Linked DNA regions of Mus musculus: region 2 is linked to region 1. The links are chromatin contacts, called in public HiChIP or PLAC-seq maps. All regions are on one chromosome and are shown on one strand. The core of a region is the stretch at or near the end of the contact, and the rest is flanking DNA. Distances in the headings are between cores, read along the strand shown.

What was found. HiChIP or PLAC-seq counts read pairs in DNA pulled down with a chosen protein or histone mark.
Region 2: a contact with region 1 is called in an H3K27ac HiChIP or PLAC-seq map of epiblast stem cells. The contact joins two enhancer-like sites. A contact is called at or near these places in 1 of 15 datasets of contacts at CTCF or cohesin (the NIH/3T3 cell line), 5 of 484 Hi-C or Micro-C datasets (CD4 T cells, embryonic fibroblasts, nephron progenitors and 2 more) and 10 of 115 datasets of contacts at active chromatin or transcription factors (bone marrow-derived macrophages, embryonic fibroblasts, embryonic stem cells and 4 more).

What each region holds. Positions count from the first base shown.
Region 1 is chr15:53,222,140-53,228,038 of GRCm38.p6, forward strand. All of the region lies in intron 1 of Ext1 (exostosin glycosyltransferase 1), which reads right to left. Among named protein-coding and RNA genes, the nearest start is that of Ext1, 120 kb to the right of the region's middle. Within about 2 kb of position 2,197, at least 100 of the 459 cell types and tissues checked have an H3K27ac peak or open chromatin away from gene starts, as enhancers often do. A contact at or near this core is called in epiblast stem cells, nephron progenitors, stem cell-derived cardiac mesoderm and 2 more, where this site is marked.
Region 2 is chr15:53,307,219-53,313,166 of GRCm38.p6, forward strand. The region is part of intron 1 of Ext1 (exostosin glycosyltransferase 1); the gene reads right to left. Among named protein-coding and RNA genes, the nearest start is that of Ext1, 36 kb to the right of the region's middle. Within about 2 kb of position 3,938, at least 183 of the 459 cell types and tissues checked have an H3K27ac peak or open chromatin away from gene starts, as enhancers often do. A contact at or near this core is called in epiblast stem cells, nephron progenitors, stem cell-derived cardiac mesoderm and 2 more, where this site is marked.

The sequences.
Region 1 (5,899 bases), core at 947-3,446:
TTTAACTATGCAAAAGTACTTCTTATCTGAAAGTTTCTCTCTAAGTTACAACTCTGGAAAGGATAAAGAAGGAAGGAAGGAAAAGAAGAAAGGAAAGGGAGAGGAAACACCGTGGAGTTGGTGAGATGGCTCAGCAGGTAAAGGCCATGGACAGCAAGGCCAACAAACTACATTTGATCTCCGGTCCCACTAGGTAGACAGAAAGAACTCCCCAACACTGTTCTCTGACCATCAGAAAACTGACTTCACGGTACAAAAAAGTGTGTCCACATACAAACATTAACTAAGTAAATGCAAGTCTTACATTCAATACGAGAAAGTGAGACAGGGGAGTGGGACAGGAAGAAGGTTCTGTTTCTCTCTGGGGATGTGGTGGGACAGCAAGGGAAGCTCCGAAGTGTTTATCTACAGATGAGTCTTAGCTACATGAGTCACACTCTTAGTGCTGACCTCCTGAGACATATTTCTACTGACTGTCTCCAGAAAATAGAGACACTGGGAAGGCTAGGTCTGGTTTGTGGCCAACCAACCAGTTCCATGACTAATCCACACATTACAGTAAGTATGAGAGGGGAAACTGCACTTCTGATAGACCGCTTTTAGGTTTGATAATTCCCTGCAATCTTGCCATAGAGATAGGGCAAGATATAATAAGACCCAAGGAGACAAAATATCAGAGCAGAGAAGCTTCCGAGGTTTGCCACTTGGACAAGTAGAAGGGATTCTAAGTGACAGGCCCAGCTTTTGGTCCCTGACCGTAAGACATTGCTTTATTAGGTTAAAATGCAAAAAGATCACATGATCTCTACAAACAGGCTGATAGACTCCAAAAGGAAAGAGGGTGATGGAAAGTGTAGGGAGGGGGGACCAAGGAAGCTGGTTAGTGGAAGCAAATAAAACAAGCAGTTCTTTAAAATGCAAAACAGAGTCTGTACCTCCATGTCTCCCTTGTACCTGGGCTCTAAAGTAACCTTAGAGAAGAAAGATCCTGTGGATCTGGGATGGAGAGTTGGCTCAGCACTTAGGGGCACTTGTTGAGAAAGACCAGGGTTTGATTCCAGGCACCTACACGGAGGCTCACCACTTCCTCGTGCACCAAGCTAGAAAGCGGTGCACACATGCAGTCAAAACACTCATACACATAAAATAATAAAAATAAATCTAAGAAATTAAAAAAACAAACAAACGAACAAAAACAAACAAGAAGAATGAAGAAAAGAGGAGGGTCATAAGGATCATGTGCAGAGAGTTCCTGTTGACCTCTTGGTCTACATCTGCCTACATCCAGCCTATTTGGAACAACTCTACCCCCATCTCCTCACATGGCCGATTCATCCTGATTTTCTGTCTCCGTTCAAAAGCTACCACCTCGGAGACCTTCTTGAATTGTCAGAGCTTAAAACCACTGCCTCTCTGACTAACCCAGGTATTTTTGAATCACTGTACCCTGTCTGTGTCATCGGTAACGTTGCAAATTTCTAATGATAAGGTTACAGTATACAATTATGCATTTAACTTTCAATTGAAAATAATTGGTATTTGCAAGCTCCAGGAGTGCCGAGATCAGGATGTCTTTTTGGCAAGCTTCCACTGCTTGCTTCCACACAGCTTGCTTCCTGGCAGGAGGTGGTGACCCAGGAGGGATCCACCCCGTCCATATTCCCTGACCCTGGACAGGAGCTTCTCTTTGACGGTTACCACCAAGCAAAACTTGAGAAACAGCCACACAGCAGTGCTGAACAGCCTCCAGATTTTAAGTCACACTAAGCTAGCTAATGAGCAGCTGTTTCTCTTCGGGAGAGACCTTGAGAGAGGAGAATCCCATCCCTAAGCGTACACAATTAATGCCACTGTTTGAAAAAGTAAGTCCTTACAAACTGTGTGTATGCCTTTTCTGTTTCTCTTCCAAACTCAATATATGGAAAGCCTGCCCAGAAAGTTTGCTGAAGAACTAGTCTCTTTCCACTTTCCCATCATCTGTGTTCTAATCCAAAGGTCTGAACTTTATCCCACCCACTCTTTCACTAGGGAAGGTTGAGAATATGCCCCACCCCCACCCAGATTGCCCATTCCTTCCCCCCTCCCCCCTCAGTGACTCGTAAAGTGGAAACTTCACTCTGGTTCTCCAACACTGTTTTCATTCACAGCAGCTGGAAGACAGAGGTCACTGTCCTCTCTCCTGTAAACAAAAAGGCCAAGCTGCAGTCCTCAGGCACCCGGGGAAACACACATCCCTGCTGGGAGGGCAGCCCCATGCAGGGACTGCACAGCAGGGTGGTGTTTGCTGTGGGCCAGGAAGCGGTCCTCTGCTGTCTGTGGCTATGCTGTCATTCATGGAAAAGCCAGATCCATCAGTAGCTTCCTTTTCAAGGGACCATTTGCAGGTTTATTGACTGCCCAAATATGGTGTCTTCTATCCAGAGGCTGGGTGAGCCTACGCCTCAAGAGTGAAGCCATGAGGATGTGAACAGACTTAAAGAGTATTATGTCCGTAGGAAAATGTCTGCAGACATCATAATGTTCCTAAATGGGTTTTTGTTTTTAAACTGCTGCCGTTGTTTGTTTGTTTGTTTTTAAAAGTTATCAGGTTTGACTTTACTAATAAGGAAACTACAGTATTCAAAGGAGAGGAGGTTGTAACTAATCTTTGTGCTGTCTATGGAGGACGAACGGCTAAGCAAATTATAATGCATGAATAAGGCCATTCCAAGAATAGATAAAACACTTGGCAGAAACTATTTTGGGTCCCCTGTAGTACTTTGGAGCTACCCATTAATTTATAAACAGTTGATCTACTAATTACAAAACCTTTTTATCTATTCATTTCACTGGGTCCCTAAGGAGCAAGGCAAGCAACGCTGATAGTTCCTCCTGGTTGGCACTGACCGGCTCTCTGCACTTACAGAAACTGTAAACAGATCCTTTTAAAGGAAGAACTTTATAGTCTCTGTAATTTTTAAGATTTAAATGGCATGCAGAGCAACAGGTTTGCATATGGCATTTTCATACATACTCAGACTCGGTTGATTCTTTGTCCTCCCATCGGCATGGCCCTGCCCCTGCCCCACTATCATCCTCAACCCTCAGCAATGGCCCTTGTATTGCTCACATGGCTTCCCTTATAGCCTCTGTTTTTCCCCATCTCCTGGGCCCCTTTCTAGCTTGATGACCACTACCCGCTGCCACCCCCAGCCCCCATCATCCAACATATCCAACAACTAGACGGTAGAATTCACACGTTTTGTTTTTATCACCAAGGTAATCAATTACCATAAACAGAGCAACTGGAAAGACCACCCACTGACTGTTGGCTCACAGACACAATTTGGCTGACTCTACCACCCAGGATTGCACAAGGTATAGTTAAAATTGTGTTGTCCTTTGGAGCTATGGGTCTCGGTCTAGGAATGGTGTGGCAGAATTCCTTAGGTCTCTGTTTGCATATTGCCCTCAGTTAAAAGCTAGTCTCTGCTATCAGAGGACACCTGACTTTCTTGTCCACTCTCTCCCTTTTTAAAAGCAAGGAGATGCTCCAGCCCATGTCAATCCTTATCTGCAGGACATATGTAGTACCTTCTGAAGGCTCCAGATCATCAGAATAGGATAGGTCTCGTCACAATAATCTAATAGATAATTCCTATCTCTAAGGTCTTAATTTTATCTACAAAATCATCCTTTCGGAGTAGCCCTTATACGTTTATTCAACAAGACAACTGGAGAGTATGAGTCTAGTAGAGTATGGAAGTCTTGGGGACCATGTTAAAATTCCATCTACCAGGCTGGAAAGATGGCTAAGCAAAATAAGGCACAAGCTGCCAAACCTGAATCGTTAGCCACATGATGAAAGAAAGGGACCTGGCCCCTGGAAGTTGTCCTCTGATTTCTAGGAGAGGAAGAGCTCTCTCTTCCCTTCCCTCCCCCCCACAAATAACTGTAAAGTTGCTTAAAAATTGGTGCATGCCTTTAATCCCAGCACTTGGGAGGCAGAGGCAGGCTGATTTCTGAGTTCAAGGCCAACGTCTACAGAGTGAGTTCCAGTACAGCCAGGGCTACACTGAAAAACTCTGTCTCAAAAAAAAAAAAAAAAAAAAAAGGGGGGGGGGAGAAAAAAAAAAGAATTTGACTTCTTCCCATCACTCAAAGTTGGTCACAAAACCTTAAATTCAATATTCTACATACTTCAATAATTTGACTTAAGGTTCCCTTCCTCCCAAATAAGATCTATGATCTTCTTGAAGGGGTAGCTGATATGATTTGTCCTTTTCTTTTTTCAACATGCTACCATCATCCAGGGTATATTAGGAAGAGTCTCTAATATCAGCCTTAGTGACCAGGACAAGTAAGGGGGAGGGGGGAGAAGAGGGAGAGAAAGAGGGAGTGAGCGATAGAGAATCCAAACTTGTATTTGCTAACTCAGACATAATAGCTTTAACGTCACACATGAGCACTTAATAGCTCCCTTTCCCACTAAAAAGACAGAACTGGTCTTGGCGGAAGCCAGGTCAATATTGCAGACATCAAACAGTCCAATACCGTTTTAATGGAAACATTTAGAGCCATGCAATGAGAACACATGTGTGCATTTGCTTCAAAGGGTTAGAGAAGGGGGCAAGCCATTGTTTCCAAAGCTAACAGTAATGAGCAAGCTCAAGCCGTGCTTTTCATCAGCTCTATGGCTGTCTTCTCTGACTCTTCTCCCTGGAGCATACAGGAGAAAATACAAGAACGTACTCTTCACTTTGGTAACAAGTATATACTAAACCCTAGAGCGTGCATGGACAAAACAGAACCCACTCTGTTTCTGTAGGGTCTATGAGAGTCTAAGCCACTGGTCTATTGCTGTGAAGAGACACCATGACCAAATTAACTCTTATAAAAGAAAGCATTTAGCTGAGCTTGAGATACAGTTTCAGACATTAGTCCATTATCACCATGACAAGGAGCATGGCAGCATCCAGGCCTGAAAAGTAGCTAAAGCTATATCATGCAGAAGAGAAGCCACTAAGATGGGTTCTAAGAGATGAGGCCATGATAAGCTTTAACATGTGGAAAGGACCATCAGGGGAGTTTGGTGTTAAACAGAGTAGAGGAGGGCTGGAGGCAGAACAAGACAGGAGCCAGACTCTCAAGGGTGTGTATGAGAGCTGGAGCTGAAAGAAGCTGCCAACCAATCTCCTGAAACCAAAATACGAGAAGGAGACAGTACCAAAGTTAGTGGTGACTACTTCTGCTACTTCTAACTGCTCAAGAAGAAGAAAAGCCAGAGCCTGGGCTAGGAAAAGCTACCAGACACATCAAAGCATAGCTGAGGCAAAAGGAACGGTCTTGTGGGTAGATCGGGAAGAGAAAGCATTACTTCCTTTTCAGGTGCCCCAAGAATTATAAATCAGGTCACAGTAACTGTTGTCTGGTACTTTAAGCATCAAAAGTACGGAACAAAATCATAATAAAAGGAGTCCACGATTGCTAAATCGAACTCTGGAGCACACAGGGAGCTGAAGAACTCTGGACTACTAAGCAAGCCCATGTCCTCCCCACTCCCCTTCAAGCTCTCCCAGGCGCAAGCACAAGCCAGGTCTCTCCACAACTTCTACAAATCACAGCTGCTCTCTCTCTCTCTCTCTCTCTCTCTCCTGATGATATCAGAGAAAGCCTGTAGCTGGCACTGATCTTGCCTGTTATCACCTTGTAGCTCAGTCAGTCCCTCAAGGAGGCCTTCAAAGCACTTTACACAGACATGGCTCGACATTGGCAGGGCATCCGAAACGGGTCCACTAGGTATCTAGAGCACATGGGAATAACCAAAAGTAGGGTACTTAACACTCTCATCCACACGCCCAGGTTGCTGTAAGTGGAGGAAGATCTGACCCTGAGACAATGAGAAACTTATGGAAAAGAT
Region 2 (5,948 bases), core at 2,688-5,187, 87 kb after region 1:
AAGTTTTGTAAATTGGTAGGTAAGCAATTCCCACTGTCTGTCAGTGCTTGCATCCTTTAGAATGAATAACTAATTGGAGAACACATAATTTTGCCAGTGCTTGGTCTAGGGGACCATTTTTATAGACTGCCAACTAATGACAGCACCTTTCAGGCGACACTGTATTAATATGTGGTAAAATTACATAGTTCTTTGCTTATTGACACTATATGACAAAGTCCTTTCATGTTGTCTAGAATATAAGGCAGGATAATGAGGAGGTGAGTTTTTACTGTTAATATCTCCACCACAGGAAATGATAGTTTTGTTTATTTTCTTCCGAAGACAACAAATTGGGTGCTTACCAGTGGAAGGTAAGGCTATAAAGGGGACGCTTCAATTAACAACTGAAAAGCCATACCTTTCACTTGAGATCTGTCTCCTTATGCTTCCTCCCATCTATCCATGGTAGAAATATTCCATGAAAGACTTATAACACACATCCATACATCATACAATAATTTTAAAAGCCTACCAAGGCAGAAACGAGCCCTTTCTGTATAGTTAAAACAGGTCTTGTTTGGTGGAAAAAACGTAGCAACATCCTAAGTATTTTCAATACACAAGAGCTCCCACTTACTGACCATCTATCTATTGCACAGAAAGTATCTCAGTCTTTATAATCTACTTTTTTTCTGCCTAGAAACTCTGAAGGGTTAAGCAACTTGCCTAACAATCTATAAAGGGGGAGGGGGGGTGGAACACAGAACAAAACCCACAAAAAAACAAACAAACAAAAGCCATCCAGATGAAATTCCAAGTCTTTTTATTTTCCCCCAGAATACAACATGTCTACACTTTGTCACACTCACCAAAGGGCCAAAAATCATAAAGAGGAAGAAATTAATCAGAGCTCATTTGGAGCAAAAAAATAAAAACAAAAACAAACCTGCCTCTCTGGCTTGGATTCCTTATCTGCAAAGAATAGAAAAGACTAGCCCCTGAAAGGTACAGGCAGGGATTTTGTAATAGTTGGGTTCTGAGACCATCACCAGAGACCAGGCAGAGACTTGGTCATCATAAAATATAAGCAGAAAGGACAACACGTGATCACAAATAGAAGGGATTGTTCTGGAGCAGATCAAAGAATCACAGGAAACAACTCTCCAGCCCCCTAAAGACACTGGAATTGTTACAGTAGCATCTCCATTTCCATTTCACAACCACCCTGTTTAATTATATATTTACACTGTTACCTAATTATCTGACCCAACAAGACTCTCACCTCCCATAAAAAGAGGCCCTTTCTCTTACTCTCCCTTCCTAGACCCCTGCCGTGGGTGACTAAACTCTCAGGACTTGTTGGCTTACCACAATTAACATTTGCAGTGCAAACGTTACTTGAAGAAAACATAACAGGAAGAGATCAAAAGCAATATGGAGACCGGTTTGTTCTATAGATGGAGGTAGCTGAACATTTTTTTTTTTTCTGTGCACCCAGCCTAATCAGTTCAACATCTGTTTGCAGGTGTGGCAGGGTGTGCGGGAGGCACTGAGCAAAATCTTTCCAGACAGCTTCCTGGTATAAGAGAGAGACAGGAAGACAGTGCTGCTGGAAACTCTTACTCAAAGAGACCTGCTAATGAATCAACCCTAGCTCAAGGCAGGTAGGTCTAAAAGGGTGAATCGGAGGTCTCTGACCTACTACTCTTGTCGACAAACCAGAAAGGCTAAGGACAAGCTTACCAAATTAGGCTGAAGTCTTATGTGCGTGGTACTATGTTTCAGGGCAGAATCCAATGGTTATCCCATCCAGCTAAGAACTTGGGAGAAACTCTATTCAGGATTTTTAAATATACATATGTAAATATTCCACCCAATAGGCCAAAGAACCAATTCATACAATAATCCTTGTAGAAATTAATGAAGAGATTCTAGTTGATTTAAGTATGCCATGGACTGTGACGTAAGTTTACATACACATCAGCTAGCTAATTGAATTTTAGGTCTCTTAGGGAGACTTAAATGAGGTAGGAGAGCATCAAAGATAAGGGAGCACTTACAAAGAGCTAGAGGGTTAACTCAGCCTGCTCCATCCACAGCATAGAACATCCACACCCATGTCAAGCCAGGTATGGCGCCCCGCACTTAGAACCTTGTACTGGAGAGGCAGAGACAGGAGATCCCTGGGGCTCACTAGGATCTAGTCATACTGCCTCAAAAAGCAAAAGGAACCTAGTGGCGGAGGCTCTCAGGAGGCAGAGACAGGCAGATTTCGGAGTGTGAGGCCAAACCAGTTGGTCTTCAGAGTTCCAAGAGAAGGGCTACACAGAAAAACTCCCGTCTTGAAAAACTAAAAAACAATGACCAAGGTAAATGGTTTCTTAGGAACAAAATCGGAAGCTAACTTACAACGTCCTTATGCACGTGTGCTCACACACACACACACACACACACACACACACACACACAGAGGAATTCAGGGAAACGTAACCAGAAATGCTTTCCTCAGTGTTCACCCTGAACGACGCCTCCCTGACAAGATCTCACCTGTGCTCCCATTCTGTGCTTTCAATGGCCCTTCCTGTACCTAAGGCTAGTGGCTTACCTCACCCAGTAGGGTTTTTCCACTGTACCCTTATATGAAGGTAAACACAAGCCCTACAAGAACCTATGGTCAGAATAACACAGGAGGTGCCTACAGAATTTGTTTCTCAACTTGCAAAATGTTTGTAACGTTTCTCTGTAAAAACACATACATACACATATACTTGGCCTTTCCAAAACAAACAAACAGGACTTCCACACATGTCTGCTTCTGCTACCCAATTTAAAACATTTCCGTTTCACCAAGAAGACAGTGAAGTGAAGCGCTAGCTTAGAAGCTACAATGACAAGACAGGAGACGGGTTAGGCCTAGTCCACCCTTCTGAGTCGGGAAGAGAGAGCAGGAGGGACGGCTGTCAGTGAAAACTGCACCAAGGAGAAAGAGGACTTGGTTCAACAAAACAAAGCATAGCATCGTGCCGGCTGTCCAAGCATGACCACCTCAATTTGTAGGCCCAGCACCTACTTATTAAAACCTCCTGTAATCCCAGAGCTAGAGAGGAGAAAAGAGCAGAATATCAACAACCAACTGGGCAGAATCCGTTGACTCCAGGTTCAACTGGAGTTGTTGACTCTCAAGCAGTACAGTCAACAGCAATTTCAGAGGCCCAGTTTTGACCAAGGGCTTCCACGTTAGCACATGCACTTGTGCACGGGAACATGTGCGGTCATAAGTAATGCACAAGCGAAATAAATAAAATTGGATCAGACTGAAGAATTTCAGAAAAAAATGGCTTAAAAACTGTATAATGTATGGCTAACGTTTATTAAGCAATTACTATATCCAAGAGCGGTATCAAACATGAGTCTTTCCATGTTTAATCTTTGAAAGACTTCTGAGGTGGGCAAGCCCAGGCATGTATGATTCTTTGGCAGCAGACAAGGTTCTAAGCTGGACCCTTTCTTCTCCGCTAACCCTTGAGCTCTCCTCCTTGAGCCCCCTCTCCCAGCCTCACCTTTTCCCACACAAGGGTAGACAAAGCACACAGGAATAAAAAGAAATTCAGAATGGGGGTTGGGCACTGAGAGAAGGTCTCAGCATGAGAGGGAGAAATTCCTTAAATAAAAGCTAGGATGAGGGACTCGGGGGAAGAAGGTTGGGGCGTAATCTACCAATAGCGAAAGTGCGTCTCTCTACGATAATCACAAAAGTTCAGGGGTTGCTCCAGACACGGTAAATCTTTGAGCGTCTTCAAAAGTCATTTTCTGTCGCAGACATTCGCCCTCTTCCCTGTTACAAAGAGAAAGGAGGCAGCGACCCATGAAGTGTCAGGAATGCATCCGAGGGAGCCCCAGCTAAGTCTCGGGGAGGCCTTTGTGCTGCTGTGAAGTTCAAAGGAATTGAGCGGCTGAGGAGTTGGAGGCAGAGCACAACTGGGAGGAGCACTCAGCGACCGAGAGAGGCTGAGCCCGGTGCCAGACCTCGCAGCGGACCTCAAAGCGTGCACTGCACCCACCCACCCACCGTCCAGCTGCTGGGGAGTCCTGGGAGAGCGGGAGGAGGGGGCATGAGCAGGGGTGGGGGTAGGGGGCAGGCGAGATTCCCTCCAGACTCCTTCGGAACTCAGTAAGCCCAGCGTTGTTCAGGGATCCCTCCAGAGGGTGAGGGGCCAAGATATTTACATTGCTCCAAAAGGAAGGGGGAGGGGGACCCACGGCTGCGAGGCTGGGAAAGAAAGCAAAAGAAAACAAACTGTCCTGGCCATTAAATATTCATGACAGCAGCCTTGCTAAGTTCTAATGGAAAGAAAGCACATAAATCCCTTTATAACTGTGTTAAATGGAAGGAAAAAAAAATGGCCGAGGGTCACAGCACAGGGCCAACTGGAAATGGATGAAACTGTAGCTCCAGAGGACCTCGAGCTCAAGAAGGCTGGCTGCCGGGGTTCTAATAAGTATTTAGTAGGTGTGGACGCTGGTGCCATTCATTCCTCCCTTCCACAATAAACCACAGCTCAAAGGGTGGGTTTTCAATTACCCTACACTCCTTGAGGGGCATTTCGTCTCTCGAAAGCACATTCCCTCAACTGGAGGGTCCTGGGTCTGTGTGGCGGAGGTTGCCGTTTTGAATCTTGCTGTACTTGGTTTAAGTCTTGAAACCATCCTGATGAAGAAAATGAAGATCCAATAATCTAATCAACGACAGATTTCCCAGTGATGCGCAAGGGAATCTTCAGCATGCAGGCTGGGGGGCTGCAGAGACCAGGCTAAGCCCAGTGAAGGAAGGATAAATAAAGGAAGCTAGCCCTAACTCATTCCAGGCCTCCTACCTTCAGAATGTGTGCAATATCCGCTACTCACACGCCAGCCTTCCGAAAGGCTGGTGGACCGTCCTAAAGAAGCAACAGGAAGGACAGGCCATGTAGCCCCGTACACTAAACCGTGTTACTAAGAACTCAGATTGCTCCTTACTTATAGGGAACAAGTAAGCTTTTGAAAGCCGAGTTGATACTTGCACAGCAGGCGGCAAATGTTCTACCTTTCTTGGTGGTTTTGGGTTTTATTAATGTAGTTTTACATCGTTTATGGGGAGGAGAGAACAAGAACACACGGTTATGCTTCAGACTGCGGCTTAGATTTATCCGTTCCCCGCTAGCATGGCTCAGGGCAGACACACATAACCCTGAAATAAACATGACACAATCCCAAAAGGTCCTTGAAGGAAAGTCAGAAGCCCTTAACACAGAGCTCCGCGACCTCAAAGGCCACAAAACCCAAACTGGGCTACTTTAGAAGTAAACACGGGGCCTGCAGGGTAGAGCGCTTGTTGTACAGGCATGAGGACCAACTCTCCAGCACCCGCGGAAAAGCAGGCGGTGGTGACGGGTCCGATGGGGGGGGGGGGGCGGCAGGATGGGGAGACTAGCAAGCGGAAGTACATAATTTCAGGACTCACAGAAAGCTGGTTCTTGCCTAAGTGGAGGGTTTCAGGTTCAGTAAAGACCTTGTCTCCAAACACTAAGAAGGATGACAGAGGAGGACACTCAGTGTGGACCTCTGGCCTCCTCGTGCACATGCAGAGGTGGCATGGGAACAAGCCCTGGTGCCCACATACTGTGCATATACTACACACATGCAGTAAATAAACAAATTATTAAAAAATGCAAAGTTTCATCGTCAGTGTTTCAGGAGCTAAATCTTACAGTCTCCATTGGATTCATCCTGCAGAAGGAATAGAATACGATCTAGTGTGATATGTGACCATCATCCATTGCAATCAATCAAGCTTAGTTATCTAGTGGGATGTGTGACATCATCCACTGCAACCAAGCTTGGTTTCCATTCTGGGGTACAGGTATCACTGGCTGCTTTGGTTCAAGTGCATCTCCCTCCTTACCTAAATACCTTACCTCCTTTACCTA